Regions from separate parts of the Ovis aries genome. Here region 1 is linked to region 2. The links are chromatin contacts, called in public Hi-C maps. All regions are on one chromosome and are shown on one strand. The core of a region is the stretch at or near the end of the contact, and the rest is flanking DNA. Distances in the headings are between cores, read along the strand shown.

Evidence for each region. A called contact is a pair of places that touch in the nucleus more often than the background predicts.
Region 1: a Hi-C map of hypothalamus shows a contact between it and region 2, with 7 times the contacts expected there. The contact joins two enhancer-like sites. A contact is called at or near these places in 5 of 16 Hi-C or Micro-C datasets (hypothalamus, liver, mixed tissues and 2 more).

What each region holds. Positions count from the first base shown.
Region 1 is chr15:65,371,027-65,374,558 of ARS-UI_Ramb_v3.0, reverse strand. The region is part of intron 3 of LDLRAD3 (low density lipoprotein receptor class A domain containing 3); the gene reads right to left. Among named protein-coding and RNA genes, the nearest start is that of LDLRAD3, 120 kb to the right of the region's middle. Within about 2 kb of position 2,063, at least 6 of the 54 cell types and tissues checked have an H3K27ac peak or open chromatin away from gene starts, as enhancers often do.
Region 2 is chr15:65,126,936-65,130,161 of ARS-UI_Ramb_v3.0, reverse strand. No RefSeq gene overlaps it. Among named protein-coding and RNA genes, the nearest start is that of LDLRAD3, 130 kb to the left of the region's middle. Within about 2 kb of position 1,466, at least 12 of the 54 cell types and tissues checked have an H3K27ac peak or open chromatin away from gene starts, as enhancers often do.

The DNA.
Region 1 (3,532 bases), core at 814-3,313, 240 kb before region 2:
GAGCACTGTGCTCTATGCTTTACAGCTACCGTGCCATTTACTTCTCACAAAACCCATTTTACAGATAAGAAAACTGAGGTCCAGAAATAAAGATGCCTGACACTGCTGATCAACAGAGTCAAGGCTCAAACTTTAATTATTGATTCATGTATGAATGTGAGAGTCAGACCATAAAGAAAGCTGAGTGCTGAAGAATTGGTGCTTTTGAACTGTGGTGTTGAAGAAGACTCTTTGAGAGTCTGTTGGACGGCAAGGAGATCAAACCAGTCAATCCTAAAGGAAATCAACCCTGAATATTCACTGAAAGGACTGATGCTGAGGCTGAAACTCCAATACTTTGGCCCTCTGATGCGAAGAACTAACTCACTGGAAAACACCATGATGCTGGGAAAGACTGAAGGCAGAAGGAGAAAGGGGCAGCAGGGGAGGAGATGGCTGGGTGGCATCACTGACTTGATGGACATGAGTTTGACCAAGCTCCAGGTGTTGGTGATGGACAGGGACCTAGCATGCTGTAGTCCATGGGATCACAAAGAGTCAGATACGAATGAGCAACTGAACTGAACTGACACCTGTTCTCCTGCCTCCTTAGATACTTTTAAGGCTCAGGCCAGCTCCAAAGGACTAAACAAAGAGAATGAAAACAACTGTACGTGAATTAGGTACCATTCAATTAACCAGCTCTTTGGCCCTGGCCCTGCACCATCTTCAGGAATCACTACTGAGCTTCCTTGCCTTGTCACTGATGCTCAGCTACCTTCTCTGTCAGGGAGCAAGTCCTGTTATGATTTACATCTGCACCGGCAGACGCCTGCTCAGGCAACCACAGCGCGGATCACCAGCAGCCCGCCGAGCGTCTGGCAGAGGCTCAGAGAGAAGCCCGAGGCTGACAACAGCTCCCTGCTTGCACGGCCCCCCGGGGGGCTCAGGGGAGTCCTGGACAAAATCTGGTTGTCCCCAGCTCACCCCCATTTCCATGAAGGGAAGATTTCAGCAGGACACTCAGCAGACCCTGGCAGAAGTAGAAGACTCTCTCTGCCTAAAACCGCCTGACAGAGGCTGGCCCGGCGACTCCATCCCACTGAACACTTGAATCCACCACGTTTCACGGGCCTGCGCCATGAACTTTCCAAAGCAGCAGCTTTCACCAGCAGCAAGACAGAGCTGGGGGCTCCCCAAGGGGCTGGGTTATTTACTGATCTGAGCCCTCCCTTTCCTTTTAGAGCCTGACTATCACAGCTCTGGACTTCACGGATCAGTAAAATAGAATTATTTTTTTTTTTTTAGACTAGGTGAAAGTGGATGAAGGAATAACAAAATTGTCAACTTTTTTTTAAAACCAGAAAGGACATAAACAAATCTGCAATAACCTCTACTCACCATCGCCCTAAAGGAAAAGCTGCATTAGCATCCAAAATGCAGGAAGGCCACAGCCCGCGGACCAGTATTTGGAGATCGTGTCAGAACGAGAGAAGGGAACCAAGAGACGCCCGTCCTGGTGTCATCAGGCTGTGACCCTCTTAGAGCAAAGACTCCCATCTTCCTGTGGGTAACATCTGGGGCCCAGTAAAGAGTCACAGAGCTTCACGGGCCAGGAAACTGGATCCCACATGCGGCAACTCAGAGTTTGCATGATGCAGCTGAAGATCCTGTGTGCCGCAGCAGGACCCGGTGCAGCCAAGTAAATAAAACATTCTTTTTTAAAAAGCTGTGAGCTCATATTCAAACAGCAGTTGTTTTCACACAGACACACACACACACACACACAAAACCAAGCTCATTTAGAATTCTTAAACTCTTAACCAGGTCTATCCATTTTTTAAGGATTTACATTTTCCCTGTGCATAATACAAAACAGAGTTCAAGGGGCCAACATTTTTTTTTTTTCCTGCTCTCTCTTGGCAAAGAACAAAATATTTCTGAGCATCCTACTATCTGTCAGGCCCTGAGTCAGTTGTGTGGAGATTCCACAGCGCTCTCTAACTGATGAGGGGATTAGCAGGCTGGTCAATGAGCCTCTGCATGCAGTGCCGTCAGTGCTCTGATGGGGGAGCTAGAGGACACCTAATCTCAAACGGGGAAGAAGCTGATGTCGGAAAAGCCTTCTCAAAGGACAGGCAGCCTCAGCTGAGACACACAGCCCAGGTGCAAACGGATGTGATGCTCAGGCAGTTAAGGCCTTAGTTATGCATTCCACTAATAGTAATTCACAAACTCTGTCATTCCTCAGAGAATGAGGATACACAGGTGATAGCTATGCCATGGATGAGCCTTCAGTGTTGGGGGACTGTGGAGAGAAGGCTGTTCCAAATGGAGGGAACCCCGTATGCAAAGGCTAGGGGGCAGGAACAGTGTTGTTAATTACTCCCTAAGTCGTGTCCGACTCTTGTGACCCCATGAACTTTAGCCACCAAGCTCCTCTGTCCATTGGATTCCCCAGGCGAGAATACTGGAGTGGGTTGCCATTCCCTTCTCCAGGGGATTCTCCTGACCCAGGGATCGAACCCACGTCTTCTTCACTGGCATGCAGATTTTTTACCACTGAGGCACCTGGGAAGCCCAAGAACAGTGTAAAATGAAAGGGGGTCAAAATGAACTTGCTTCTCACGTCAGTAAACGTACCCAGTACTGTTTCTTTAATTAAAAAAAAATTTTAAACCCTATTTCTCATAAGGAATGTGCTATGAGATAGCTGCCATTCCACTCACATGAAAGGTGTGGGAATTATAAATCCTACAGTACAGTATAAATTAGAAAAGAAATCAAATTATAAAAGTCACAAAGTTTGAGTCATTACACACACTCCATAGCCCCAAAGTAAATACCCACATGTGTCCACCACTAGCTAAAAACTTTACGGAAAGTAATGGATCTGCAGTTGTTGCTATATTCTGTCCCCTGGTCCATTCTGTAAAAAGTCAAACTATGGTTCCTTTTAAAAGTCAAAAATGACTTCGTGGCTAGGGGTGAGAAAGCAAAAACAGCCTCATAAAAATAACAGACTTTTAAAAAGCAGTATATTGTTGGATTCTCCAAGAAGTCTGGGAAGGAGAAAACAGGCCTTTTACTGTAGTCCAAATGCACATGACAAACAGCCCAGTGAGCCAAACCCAGGCCTGGGAATCCAAGCCTCTGCAGATTCATTATTGCCTGAGCAAAATGCCCTTTGCCTGTTCCAGCAGTTCAGCTCCACATGACTACTCGGGTGGACTCCACTGTTTTATTGATCAGATATCGCAATGTGTGATTTCTTAAAAGGCCATCTTGGCTGTTTCAGAGATACACACTGGGGAGCAGAGAGAGCAAAGGACCACACGCTAACTGGACCACGAATATAGAAAGAGGGCAGGTAGCGGAAACAGCTTTGCAAGAAATTCAAATAGAAAATTCTTTCTAAACGTCTCTCTTTTATTGGAGTGTAACTGCTTTACAATGCTGTGTTAGTTTCTGCTGTACAACAAAGTGAATCAGCTATATGTACACATATATCCCCTCTCTAGTGAGTCTTCCCCTCCTCCTTCCAGCCCTCTAG
Region 2 (3,226 bases), core at 217-2,716:
GGTCATTAAACCTCTAATTAAAAGGGAGAGGAGAAAGTGAAGTGAGATGCTAAGAGAACCTGAACAGCTCAGAATGTTTAGCATCAAAATCATGTTGTAAACTTCCTTTGAATCTGTATTTACTGATTAAAAAAAAAATCTCTTAACATATCTCTCATCCAAGGCATAGCTGCATGCCCCTTTTCATTTCGCACTGAGAAGCTCCCGGTGTCTCGCGGGACATTCTAGAGTCCTTCCTGTGACCCCCTTGTGCCGCGTGGAGGTTTCTGCGTTGGGCCCACAGGGTCCAGCTCCCTGAATACAAATCTTAGCTCCAGCACATAAAGGTCTCTCTCTGCCTTTTTCCTCATCTGGAAAAATAACAGTACCTAACTCTTCAGATTGTTTTGAGGATGTCTTCTCTCTCTGGCAGAGGCAGCCTGTTGAAGACAGAATTTGTGAATCCTGGGAGGCTGGATTCTCCCCACTTCCTGCCATCTCATCAAAGAGTAGAACGTAGAACAGGACCATGAGAAGGCAAGGAATGTGCAACTTAATGAAAAGCATGCATTCCATAATTTAAGAAAATTAGAGTATTATTACTCTCCAGCACAGCAACAAGATATAAATAGACACTAATAAGTAAAATTAGGTTAATTGATGCAAAAAAGCATTGATATGATCCATAATAGGGTTACATTATAGAACTGTTTGCACCTGGTAAAGTCTGTTAATATACATGGACTTTCATTGTTGCATTGGAATGGAAACTTGTCGACTCTGCCGCCACTAGCTGTGTGATTTCAGGCAACTCTCTTTACCTTTCTGAGCCTCCATTTCATTGGCTATGAAATGAGACTAACAATTTCTTTCTTTCAATGAAGGACCAGATGAGGTAATGTGTGAAAGGGCTTTGAAAACTGGAAGGCACAATACTTTCCTTAGGTAATTAATAAGTATTGTACCTAATAATCAGCCACAATAAAAATATATTCAAGGAAAATGTAAAGACTCATTGTTTGAAACACCAATCTTAAAAAAGATCCATAAGTGCTAAACTCATGCTCTTCTTTACCATAGCGTCTATAAGACATTTATTTTGCTTTTTTAGACACTGACTTTTTTTTAAAATTAACATCACTTTTGGATCTCGTGGCATCTTCTTTAGGGGCAGAACAGTAATTGATAAACTGTTTCAGACAGAAATCTGGACGATCCAAGCTCTTGGATTAAGGTAACTCCCTTATAGAATGTATTTTCTGTGTAAACATGAAAACAGGATTAAGCCAAGCACTTCCTTGTAGATAAGGAAAATCGATGCCATGTGGGCTGAAGTGTTTGTAGTCTTGCTACAGAAATGGATGCACTATTTGTACCTGTGAGTTGTGCTATCTCAGACCATGGCTCCTTAGCTCCTCACTGCCTGTGCACATAGCCATAGTGATAGTCAGTCACTGTGGGTTAAAAGCAACTAATGTCAGACCCCTGCTGGCCTAGTCTGGCACTGCATGGGCAAACACAACCTCCAGTTCCCATTAGTGAGGAAACTGGCTACAGGGACAGGAGACTCGAGATGCCAAGGATTCAGTCTTATCTCACTTCACATGTAGGTGTCGATATTCATCAAAAACTGTGTCAAAATGGGAGCTAGAGGAAAGGTCAGACTTTACTTACAATAGCTCTTAAGAGGCAGCCAGGGATAATCCTCTCCATTCAGGGCAGTTTGAGGCTGGAATCTGCCTGTCCCTCCATTGCTAACGGCGCTTAGTATAGCAGTTGTTTTTTCAATATGCTTTCCAGCTCAGTTTGTTGCATGCTCTTAACTTCTAAAGGGGGCAGAGGTCTTCTCTCCAGCTTTTTCACTTTGCCTCTGAAAGGCAAGGAGGAAGAACTGTAATGGGTCAAGGTCAAAATGGAGTGCTCAAGGATATATTTAATGGGGCCATTATAATAGGAGGTAGAGTTTATAGGTACAGACTGCCCGAAAGGGGCTTCCCTGCTCTCTCCTCTTCTTCATGAAATTGAGATAAAATGGAGCCTGCCTGCAAGGAAAATGGGGTCCAGGGAGAGGATGTACAGGGTAACCCAAGGATAGAGAAAAAACACAAACGAAAACCTCGGATGAAGAGTGATGGCTCTTGTTTTGAGGAAGAGGCTGTTGATTAGTGCTCCTGGCTGGTAGAAATGAGACACAGCAGGAATGAGGATTTACCTTGGAGGAGCAAAGGCTGGCAAGTGGCCAGGTGGCTGAATCGTGTCTGGCTCAAGCCACAAGCTAGTGTTTCTGGCTACAGGGAATAGGTAAACCCCAGGGAGAAGACCAAGGGATTGGGATTTCAGAGCCACAAGGGACGGGGAAAGTCATTTCACTTTCTCTGTTTTAGTGGCCAAAGAGAAGAATTTTTCTTCCTCTCATGGTAGGGAGCTCTGAGGAGCATTTCCAATGACCAGAAGTCAGGTCCTTAACTCATTTCCTTCGCTCTAGCGACCCCAGTGACTTGAAGGTCACAGGAAGAAGATGGGATTGCACTAGGAACCTGGGCATCCTTCAGCCAAGCCCATTAATCCCTTCCTCTTCAGTGTTCAGTTTGGCTTGAGTGATGCGAATCCATTCTTCCCACTAAAACGAATTCATCTCATTAGCATCTCAGAGAATATCCTGTGATTGCAGGAAGGAAATCTATGATTGCCAGTCTAAATACAGAGGTCTCGGTGATTTTCAAAAGAATTGTTGGCTGAGCTGAGCAGGCGGTGAGAAACCCACCTCGATTTTCTGTAAGGTAGTCCTCTACATCAGTGGTCGCCACTAGGGACTGGTTTCGTGGAAGACAGTTTTTCCACAAACCAGGGCTGGGAGGATAGTGTGGGGATGATTCCAGTGCATTATATTTATTGGGCACTCTACATCAGCTCCACCTCAGATCATTAGGCATTAGATCCTGGAGGTTGGGGACCCCTGTTCTACATGGAAGAATTCTAAAATAGTTAGCTAGTCTTCTGTTGATGGATACTTAGGTCATTGCCAGACATTTGCCATTAAATACAATGCTACTTGGACACTCTCATGCAAAAACAAAAAACAAAAAACTTAACATGTCATATTTCTTTCAGTTAGAGTTCTAGACATAAGATTAAATATAGCCAAATTTCCTTTCCAAGCCCTTTTCCTCCCCAAGTCTTTGTTATCCTTCATCAATCAATTTATTATTATAATGCTAATATTAATCACAACTACCTTATTTCTTGA